Regions from separate parts of the Ovis aries genome. Here region 2 is linked to region 1. A link is a contact called in public Hi-C data. All regions are on one chromosome and are shown on one strand. The core of a region is the stretch at or near the end of the contact, and the rest is flanking DNA. Distances in the headings are between cores, read along the strand shown.

Region 1 (4,808 bases), core at 609-3,108:
TTAAAGTTTACTAAAAATTTGGCAACACATGTTAATTTCAAAAATATCTAGACTACAGGAAATATATAGTGTTAGGGGATAGCTTTCAAAAAAGATAAAATTGTGACTTATGTAAATATCAAATTAACACACATTAAAGATTTTATTTAACTCATTAATTAGTGAAGAAACAGTAAGATATTATAGACAGTTCAAATGAATTTGATTTACAGAGATTTTTAAATTATTTATTTTAATTGGAGGCTAATTACTTTACAATATTGTAGTGGCTTTGCCGTACATTGACATGAATCAGCCATGGGTGTACACGTGTTCCCCACCCTGAACCCCCCTCCCACCTCCCTCCCCATCCCATGCCTCTGGGTCATCCCAGTGCACCAGCTCTGAGCACCCTGTCTCATGCATCAAACCTGGACTGTCGATCTGTTTCACATATGATAATATACGTGTTTCAATGTTATACCCTCAAATCATCCCACACTTTGCCTTCTCCCACAGAATCCAAGAGTCTGTTCTTTACATCTGTGTCTCTTCTGCTGTCTTGCATATAGGATCATCATTACCATCTTTCTAAATTCCATATATATACATTAATATACTGTATTGGTGTTTTTCTTTCTGACTTACTTTACTGTGTATAACAGGCTCCAGTTTCATCCACCTCATTAAAACTGATTAAAATGCATTCTTTTTAATGGCTGAATAATATTCCATTGCATATATGTATCACAGCTTTCTTATCCATTCGTCTGCCGATGGACACAAGTTTATATGGGCTTCCCAGGTGGTGCTAGTGGTAAGGAATCTGCTTGCCAATGCAGGAGACACATGAGACACGGGTTTGGTCCATGAGTTGGGAAGATCCCCTGAAGTAGAAAATGGTGACCCACGCCAGTATTCTTGCTTGGAAAATACTGTGGACAAAGAAGCCTGGCGGCTACACCCCATGAAGGTCACAAAGAGTCAACACAGCTGAGAGACTGAACACACACATATTATCTACCAGCAAAATTTATTTACATAGTATTAATAGGAATCATTTATATAGCTATGGATAGGAAACATTTTCATGTTACATGTTAACCCTCTTTCTCTACTGAATTGGAAAATAGTCTAGTCAAAGACAATGAAAGCAGAAGTAACCAGAATTGATGAGCTAAATTCCATCCACTAAATTTCAAAGACTTTCTTACACTAGAGTAAAATCAAAACAACTTGTAATTTTCCTAGTCAGGGATAACCTACATGCACACATTTTGTGCCATACTTTTTAATATTGTATGAGAATTATCTTAAATCTGTAGCAAAACTTGACTGCTTCCATGTTGAGTATAGAATGATTTCCCTTTGTACCAGGAAGCACTGCTCGCATTCCTGATTATTTCCTTAGCATACTTTCTTAGAAGAAATACTAGATCAAAAGATACGGCCATTTTAAGATTCTTTATACATGTTGCCAAGTGCTATAGGAATACTTTGAAGCACATAGCTGGGTAGGGAAAGGGAGAAAGGAAAAACCTTTCTAGATTACCTGCCCACAGACATCAGGGGTAAAATGTATGTTTGCAGTTTTCAACTACCCACTGTCTGCCTTCATTTTTTTTTTTTTTTTTTGCTTTTGGACTTCATCAGGATTGAGCAAAAACTCAGTCATTGACTGAGGAAAAAGTGTGGGTTGGTACAGCAAACCACAAAAATCTCCAGTTTAAACGCAAATCCAAGCTTACAAGAGATCTCCCTGCACTGATGGCTTCATCTGTGTTAGGTTATAAATCCCTTGAGGGAGTTTCCAGAACTCAAACCCCACTTCCTCCATATGACTTCCTGTGTTCACATGTGTTTTCTGATCTGTTTTGCCAGTCAGGATTTAAAATATTCTCTAAGATACATGAGTACTAAATTATTCAATTATTCAATAGTGTTTATCAATTGCCTTCTAATTGAAGTGCTAGTTCTGAGGTAAGTAGTAAGCAAAACAGACTTATTCCTGCCCTGTGAGTACCCAAAATATGTTTGTGCTATGCTGTGCTAAGTTGCTTCAGATATGTCCAACTCTTTACAAACTTACGGATTGTAGCCCTCCAGATTCCTCTGTCCATGGTATTCTCCAGGCAAGAATACTGGAGTGGGTTGCCATGTTCTCCCCAGGATCTTCCTGACCCAGGGATCGAACCCATGTCTCTAACATCTCCTGCACTGGAAGGCGGGTTCTTTACTACTGGTGCCACAGCCAGTATGTAATAAGTAAAATATAGCCACATACATGGAATGAACATCATGAGTTCTCAGTTCAGTCGCTCAGTCGTGTCCAACTCTTTGTGACCCCAGGGACTGCAGCACATCAGGCCTCCCTGTCCATCACCAACTCCCAAAGTTTACTCAAACTCATATCCACTGAGTTGGTGATGCCATCCAGCCATCTCATCCTCTGTTGTCCCCTTCTCCTCCCACCTTTAATCTTTCCCAACATCAGGGTCTTTTCAAATAAGTCAGTTCTTCACATCAGGTGGCCAAACTATTGGAGTTTTAGCTTCAGCACCAGTCCTTCCAATGAATATTCAGGACTGATTTCCTTTAGGATGGACTGGTTTGATCTCCTTGCTGTCCAAGGGACTCTCAAGAGTCTTCTCTAACACCACAGTTCAAAAGCATCAATACTTTCTTTATAGTCCAACTCTCACATCCATACATAACCACTGGAAAAACCATAGCTTTGACTAGATGGGCCTTTGTTGACAAAGTAATATCCCTGCTTTTCAATATGCTACCTAGGTTGGTCATAACTTTCCTTCCAAGGAGTAAGCGTCTTTGAATTTCATGGCTGCAGTCACCATCTGCAGTGATTTTGGAGCCCCCAAAATAAAGTCTGTCACTGTTTCCACTGTTTCCCCATCATGCATTTTAATGTCAGGCTATTTATTGTTTGGTGTTGTATTTGTTGACTACTCCCTAGAAATAGATCTTCTCTATCCAACTAGATAAGATGCTCCTTGAAGATAGGGCTACGTCTTCACTTCCCTAACATCTTCCAAATTATTGTGCACTTAATAGGCACCTAGTAGAGTGCAACTCCAGTAGAGAGCAAGCTCCAGGAGATGGTAAAGGACAGGGAAGCCTGGCATGCTGCAGTCCATGGGGTTGCAAAGAGTCAGACACAACTGAGCAACTGAACAACGGAGAGCAGCTAAAGTGGGCTTCATGTCTGCATGGACCAAGCAAGCTATTCCTTCCAGCTCCTCAATTATTCTTATAATCTCTGTGGGGATAAATAACAAATGACTGGGAGACAGGATGTAACTTATTATGAAAGTGTTGTTTTACATTTTATCTTTGCCAATAGGTGGCATCATCAATTTTGAAATTACATTTTCTATTTTGTAACCCCAAATTCTAAGTATGCAGTTCATTGGATAAATGCTTATTGGGCATCTTCTATGTGGAAGCTGCCCTGCTGGCTACCACTAACAGAATGAGAAATAAAAATACTACAGATACGCTTTAACCTATTCCCTTCCTAGTATACGCTAAAGGACATTCCACTTTCAGATTTCATTCTTGTTTTACAAAATAACATCTAAATCTGTGATAACAACTCAAAAATGACAATTTTACCTGTGTGTGTGTATTTTCAACTCAACCTAATATCTTATTTTAAATGGAGGAGAGGGATGTTAATTTAAATAAAATGTAAACCAGAAAAATATGGATTAGGTGTGGGAGTGAGGGGGTCAATCCTCAGAATTTAATCCAAGCTGACTTTTTAAATAACACAATTTACGACTCCTCAGTGAAAGGAACTTTATTTCCTTTTGGAAGATAAGAGAAGCATGATCCAGGCATAACAGAACTATTTCTACAGCTTCCAAGGCTGCATAGTCCCATCTGGAGATAATAAAAGATCCCATTCCTCTGTGTTTATTTCAAAAGATTCATTCTCTGGAATGATCTGAGGTTGCAAACTGTAGAGCATTTGCCAGCTAAAAAGGGCTGCTGCCTTCATGTTACTCAGGAGTGTCCAGTCCCCAGGAAAGTGGGGACTTTCTAAACTCTCCTTAGAGTGGAAAGAAGCCCCTCTGCCCTTCCCGACAATATTGCCTTCTCGACAGTCTGTGGGAAGAAAAGGAGAAGGAGAAACAGGGAAGAGGAACAGTGGGGAAATGAGATTTCAGTGTTTGCATTAAACACCATGTACCAGTCACTAATTCATCCACCTTCTGATGAGAGGAAAGTGATATTTGACCAAATGTGTGCTTCTTTTTACTGAGCATCTTTAAAGGGCAATGAATGTCATTAGGTACTTTGGGAGGTGCAAAGATGGAGCATAGAAAGATTTTTCCACCCAGAAGCTCCCAGTCTAACCACAATACTGTCTTGTGTAGTAGTGGTTAGAAGTATGGGCTCTTGGCTTTATTCATTTGAACCCTGACTCCACCATGTACATATTCTTGCATAAATTATTTAACCTCTTCATGTTTCAGTTTCTTAACCCGTAAAATGGGGATAAAATAAATTAGGAATATAAAATGGAATTAGCAATATAAAACAATGCATTAAGTTTATAATAAAGGATGTTTGTTGTTACTGATACCAGTAACTTTAATACACAAAGGAAATGTTCAGTGTCATAAGAGAGGTCTATGTAAAGAGCTATGAAAACTCAGGAGCTAAGGCAGCAACTTCTTAGAAGGGCTGCTGCTGCTGCTAAGTCGCCCCAGTCGTGTCTGACTCTGTGCGACCCCATAGATGGCAGCCCACCAGGCTCCTCCATCCCTGGGATTCTCCAGGCAGGAATACTGGAGTGAGTTGCC
Region 2 (4,808 bases), core at 942-3,441, 50 kb after region 1:
CCTGTCAGTAAAATAACTCCCATGGCAACAGGACAGGAGAGAAAACCCAGCATCCTGGAACTTCTCAGTGCACAGTATCTGTGCCTTCATGGCACTGCATTCAAGTTTAGAGGGCAAGGCCTCGTTTCTCACATGGATATGATCTTGGATCAGAGTTCTGCAAAGACCAGCAACCTCCTTGATGTGGGTGGTCTGAGACTGGGGTTTCCTCCTCTTGTGCTGAATCCCCATTTAATGCCAAACAGCTTTTTTTTAGCTGTTTCCTTAATTTTTCTTAAACATGTTCAGACTCTTATTGTATTGTCCTCCTCCCTTTGAAAATATGTACTCTGCAGGTGCCTGAAATAATATACTCCCAGTAATTGCAGTTTTGCAAAAGTAAAGTTTATTTTATTCAGTCTAAACTCAACGGAAATTTGTTGCCCAACAAGGAAATACCAAATTTTATAAGCCGCTGGAGGGCAGCCATCATGTCGTATATGACTTTGTTATTGCCTGCCTCCTGTGCTCTCTGTCTACCTTCTCCATGTACTAATTTTAATAAGTAACTTGAATTGTTAGCAATATACTCTGGTGCCATTCTTTGACACAGAAATGTCATTTCATAATGTCTCTGCATATTCCATGTCAGGTTCACTGTAAATCACTTCTCCTGAGCTTGTTGTTAGTGTGCAGATCATTTTGCAGCCTTCTCACTTAACAGCTGAAAGTTTAATTCAAATTGAAGAAACTTACTTCAATTACAGGCAATTAATTTAGGCTTCACTTACCTTAAGAAATATTCCAACATATAAATCAACAGGTAAGTCCTGGGAGGGTCAAATTACGCAACCAAGAGAAAGTAAGTTCTTTGCAGCTTTGGGGGCGTTGGTCTGCTGTAGTCAGGCTTTTATGGTTTTCTTTTTCTTTTTTTGGCGTCAGGTTTTTGAATGAAATAGTAAAACCAGTGCCAGACACTGTCTACTCCACCTGGTTTTGCATAATTCGAAGAAGTGATAAACTGAAAATCAGGCTTGTTAAAGAGCTAGAAAGAGTGCTGTTGCATAAGAGAAAACAAAACTAAACCATTTCTCTATTCTTTTTTAAATCATAAGATTTCACAATATTCCTGTTTTCAAGTACTTGAAGTTTGCTCTGGGCACTGACTACTTTTTAAATAATTGTTTTTAAGGTGCAGTGAATAATACACATTTATCGTAGATTTAAAACATACTTAAAGTAACAAAGAGATAAAAATCATTCAAGGTCCTGCAACTATTAATATTACTAGTAATATTTTGAAGAACTTTTTTTTTTCTAGGTACATGCTTTCACAGAACGGGTCCATACTACACAGTTTTATAACTTGTTTTTTGCGTTTTTGTTTTTAAAATCGTATCTTGAGTACGTGAAAACTTCTAGAGGTTATGACACGTTTGTAATATCGAACAGGGTTAAAAATCGCCATCTATGGTGTGGCGTGTGCACTCTGGTGGGAAGAGAATGCTCCGGATGGGCAAGCTCGACCACTCTCCGATCCAAAGAGACTTCTCCATTCGCCCTCGGGGACTGAAGCCTGGCCAGAGTGCAAGGCGTGGGAGTAAGTGGAGGGCGATCAGGGTGACCGAGCACGAGCTCCCCGCGCGGTCCACTCTTCCCCCGGGCCAGTCTCACTGGCTGAGCCGGAGCGAGAGGGCAGCTCGCCGTGAGCTGGGCCCAGGTCCCGGCTTCCGGCCCCCACCCCCCGGGCTGGCGCCACTCTCGGGCGGTGGGGAGAGAGAAAGCCGGGCAAGGTTCTGCAAATCCAAAGCAGGGAGGCGCAGCTCCGATACCATCGCCTTTGCCGAGTCTCCAAGCATGTTTGTTTCAACTGTTTAAACTGTTTCAAAGCACCCGAACCCCAGCGACCTTCGGCAAACAACTCAATCCCACGGGCGGGGAGCGATGGCCGTATTCGCTAGAAGGGCAAACTGACAGCGGAGGCAGGCGAGCTTCGGGGGCCTTCCTCCGGCACTCTGCCTGCCCGCAGCCGCCCCTGAGACCCCCGCCCGCAACTCTTTCCCGCCCCAGGACGGCCAGCTTCTTGCGTCAGCCCGGCGAGGGTGGGGGATTTTCGGAAGGTCGGCCCGGGCGGCTGGCTGGGGAAGGAAGGGCCTTGGGCTCTCGCCCCGCCCTCGCGGGGCGGGAGGCGGAGCGGGACAAGAGCCCGATCGGCGACTCCGGCCAAGTCAGGGAGAAGCGAGTTCCTAGGATCCCCCAGGAGCCGCCGCCGCCACCAGTACCGCCGTGTCCGCTCCAAGCCTCGGCAGCCGGAACAGGGCCGCCGTCGGGGAGCCTCAAAGCACCGTCCCCAGCTCAGCATGATGGACTTGGAGCTGCCCCCGCCGGGACTGCCGTCCCAGCAGGTGGTGCCAGGACGGGAGCAGGGGCGCGAGGGAGCCGCGGCCCGGGAGGGACAGCCGCATCGGCCTCTTTCCCCGTCTGTGGCCGGAGCGGACTGCAGCTGCCGCGCACACACCAGAGCCGCCGCGCTTGAGCTGGGGCCGGGGGAGGGGAGTGGCGACCCCAAGGGCTGCGAGGGGTATGGGGGCGCGGGGAATGGTGTGACTGACAACGCGCCCGCAGCCCCCGAGGGCGGTAGGGTTGGGGTTGGGGGGCTACGCCAGCGCGCGTGGGGGCGAAGTGCGTCTCTAACCGCGTCCCCGGTCGCCGGAGCCGAGATGCTGGAGCCGCGGCCGGCCCCCTCTCCGAGTTTGAGCGGCCGGGAGGCAACCGGGTAGGAGAGGGCGGACACTGGCGGTCTGAGCCGGCGCGGCCCGGCCCTTCCGGGGCTGCGCGGCTCCCCCGCCTCGGAGCCGGCAAAAATGTGCCTAGTCACGGGGCCACTCTCGGGGGAACTGAGGTCTCCGGGCTGGGACCCGGAACCCCTCCTCTGCCGCTGCTCCTCTGCTCAAGACCTCCGCGGGCGCGAGCCGCGGCGCTCTTACCCTGCTGAGGGTTCTCTTAGGCAGAGTGATCAATCACTCCAGCCTTGCGATCGCCCTGAGGCCGCTTGGCGAAAATGCCCAGCTCCCAGGGTGGGGGCAGGAGGAGGTCACCAAGCGCCCAGCGCACTCGGTTTCCCCGACGTACGGCGATCGAACCCTGCCCTGCGCGCCGCCTCGCCCCGAGGGAAGGGTTCGGGCTCTTAGAACTCTGAGTCGGCCCCTAGCAATACGCCGGCAAGGGCGGGTGGGGCGGTGGACTCTGAAGTCCGACGGGCCTTCGCCCCCCACCCCACCCCAGCTCCCCGGGGCTTCTCGATCCCGGCGCTGTGCTTCCCGGTGGCGCACGCCGCGAGCGTCGTCCCGGCGCCGTGACAGTGGCCGGTTGGCTGTCACGGCGGCCCTCAGTGGGCCCTTTCCTGCTTTGTAGCGTGCAAACCTTGCCGCGCCGGGGCCAAGGGACAAGTTGGAGCTGTTGATCTGTTGCGCAATTGTTATTTTCCCTAGGGCGGCTTTGTCTTTGGATTTAGCGTTTCGGAATTGCAATTCCAAAATGTGTAAGGCAGGATATTCTGTTCTCTGCTGTCAAGGGTAAGAATTTCGAGTGTAGATTAGCATTTCTGTTGTTTTTAGGCTGTTACTAAATGTTGCGCTTTCATACATTGTTTCTCTTTTGGGTGCTTTATGTAGTTTTCCTTTTCTGTTTGAGAATTTGCCTCAATTGCTTTCCTAGTATGTTGCTTTTGAGAGGGCAGAGGGTGGGACAGCTGTGTCTCATAAAACTTCGCTAACAAGTTCTGTAAATGTCGCAAATGTGGGAACAAGTTTCTGTGTATATTTTGTAGGGACTTTTTAAAGGAGTAGATAGTTTTATTTCCAATTTGTGCGTGTGAATGCGTTTTTTGGAAAAATATTTAGTTCAAGGAAATGTGTAACCTAATAGGAACGGTAAATATATTTAAGCTCTTAAACATCAAGCTTTAGACTAATCCTGAAGTAAGGTTTTGATATATTGACAATGTAGTGATTGTGCCTTTTTTTTCCCTTGGAAGCTGTTGTCTTGAACTTTCCCCCAGTAGTGATTAAGACTGTGTTCCTTCCTCCCCACGATATGAAGAAATAAATTGTGCTTTCCGATTCAGCTGCTGTTCAGTCCCTATAGCCATTTCTTTAATAATCTATATGACCAAAGGATATATGATGCTAATGGACTCTAGTTTTCCCAGATTCAGGAATGTAGCCTAGAGGGGTATATTACTGAAGTTTTTATTTCTTTCTTAACTATATAATTTACCATTCCATATACAAAAGTGGGTAAACATCTTTACTGCTTTTTCTTTTAAATGTGAACTTTCCAATTATGTTTGTTAAGGTAACTCCCTTTCCACCCTTTGTAATCAGACCTCAGTTTGCATATGCGAAGAGTATAAAAGAAAATGGAATAAAATTTAGAGTTAATGTCATGCCTGTAACTAAGATTCATATTAAATCTTTGTAGTCCAGGAAGATTTGGACAGAGTCATAAGTGGATTCTAACCTCTTGTCAAAGAAACACCAGGCAGGAGGTGGTACGGGGGTAAAAGTTCTTCCCCCTTTGTGCAAAGGAGGTGTTGATGAAGAGCAGTAGAGTTTTACATTCTGAATTTCCATTAGCTTCTGGAAGGAATCATCTACCCTTTTCAAAGCTGTCTTGGAGAAAGTATTTTTGCATATGAGGAATGAAGTTGATCTTGGACTAGGTAGGTAACTTCCAAAGAAAAATAAGGCCTCCCTCTCATCTCCAGAAGGTTGAGCAAAGAACAACTTGACTTTTTAGATATTTGGAAAAAAACCTCTTGAGAGATT

What was found. A called contact is a pair of places that touch in the nucleus more often than the background predicts.
Region 2: a contact with region 1 is called in a Hi-C map of skin fibroblasts, with 2.7 times the contacts expected there. The contact joins the promoter of NFE2L2 here to the enhancer-like site in region 1. A contact is called at or near these places in 4 of 16 Hi-C or Micro-C datasets (liver, skin fibroblasts and tail adipose tissue).

What each region holds. Positions count from the first base shown.
Region 1 is chr2:132,801,378-132,806,185 of ARS-UI_Ramb_v3.0, forward strand. All of the region lies in intron 3 of LOC121818696, which reads left to right. Among named protein-coding and RNA genes, the nearest start is that of NFE2L2, 49 kb to the right of the region's middle. Within about 2 kb of position 1,859, at least 3 of the 54 cell types and tissues checked have an H3K27ac peak or open chromatin away from gene starts, as enhancers often do.
Region 2 is chr2:132,851,045-132,855,852 of ARS-UI_Ramb_v3.0, forward strand. NFE2L2 (NFE2 like bZIP transcription factor 2) reads left to right here and starts at 2,192. Exons shown (of 5, transcript XM_015093345.4): 1 at 2,192-2,384. The coding sequence starts at 2,340. It overlaps LOC132659203 (a long non-coding RNA gene), which reads left to right and starts at 2,870. Exons shown (of 3, transcript XR_009599321.1): 1 at 2,870-3,107. It also overlaps the pseudogene LOC132659200.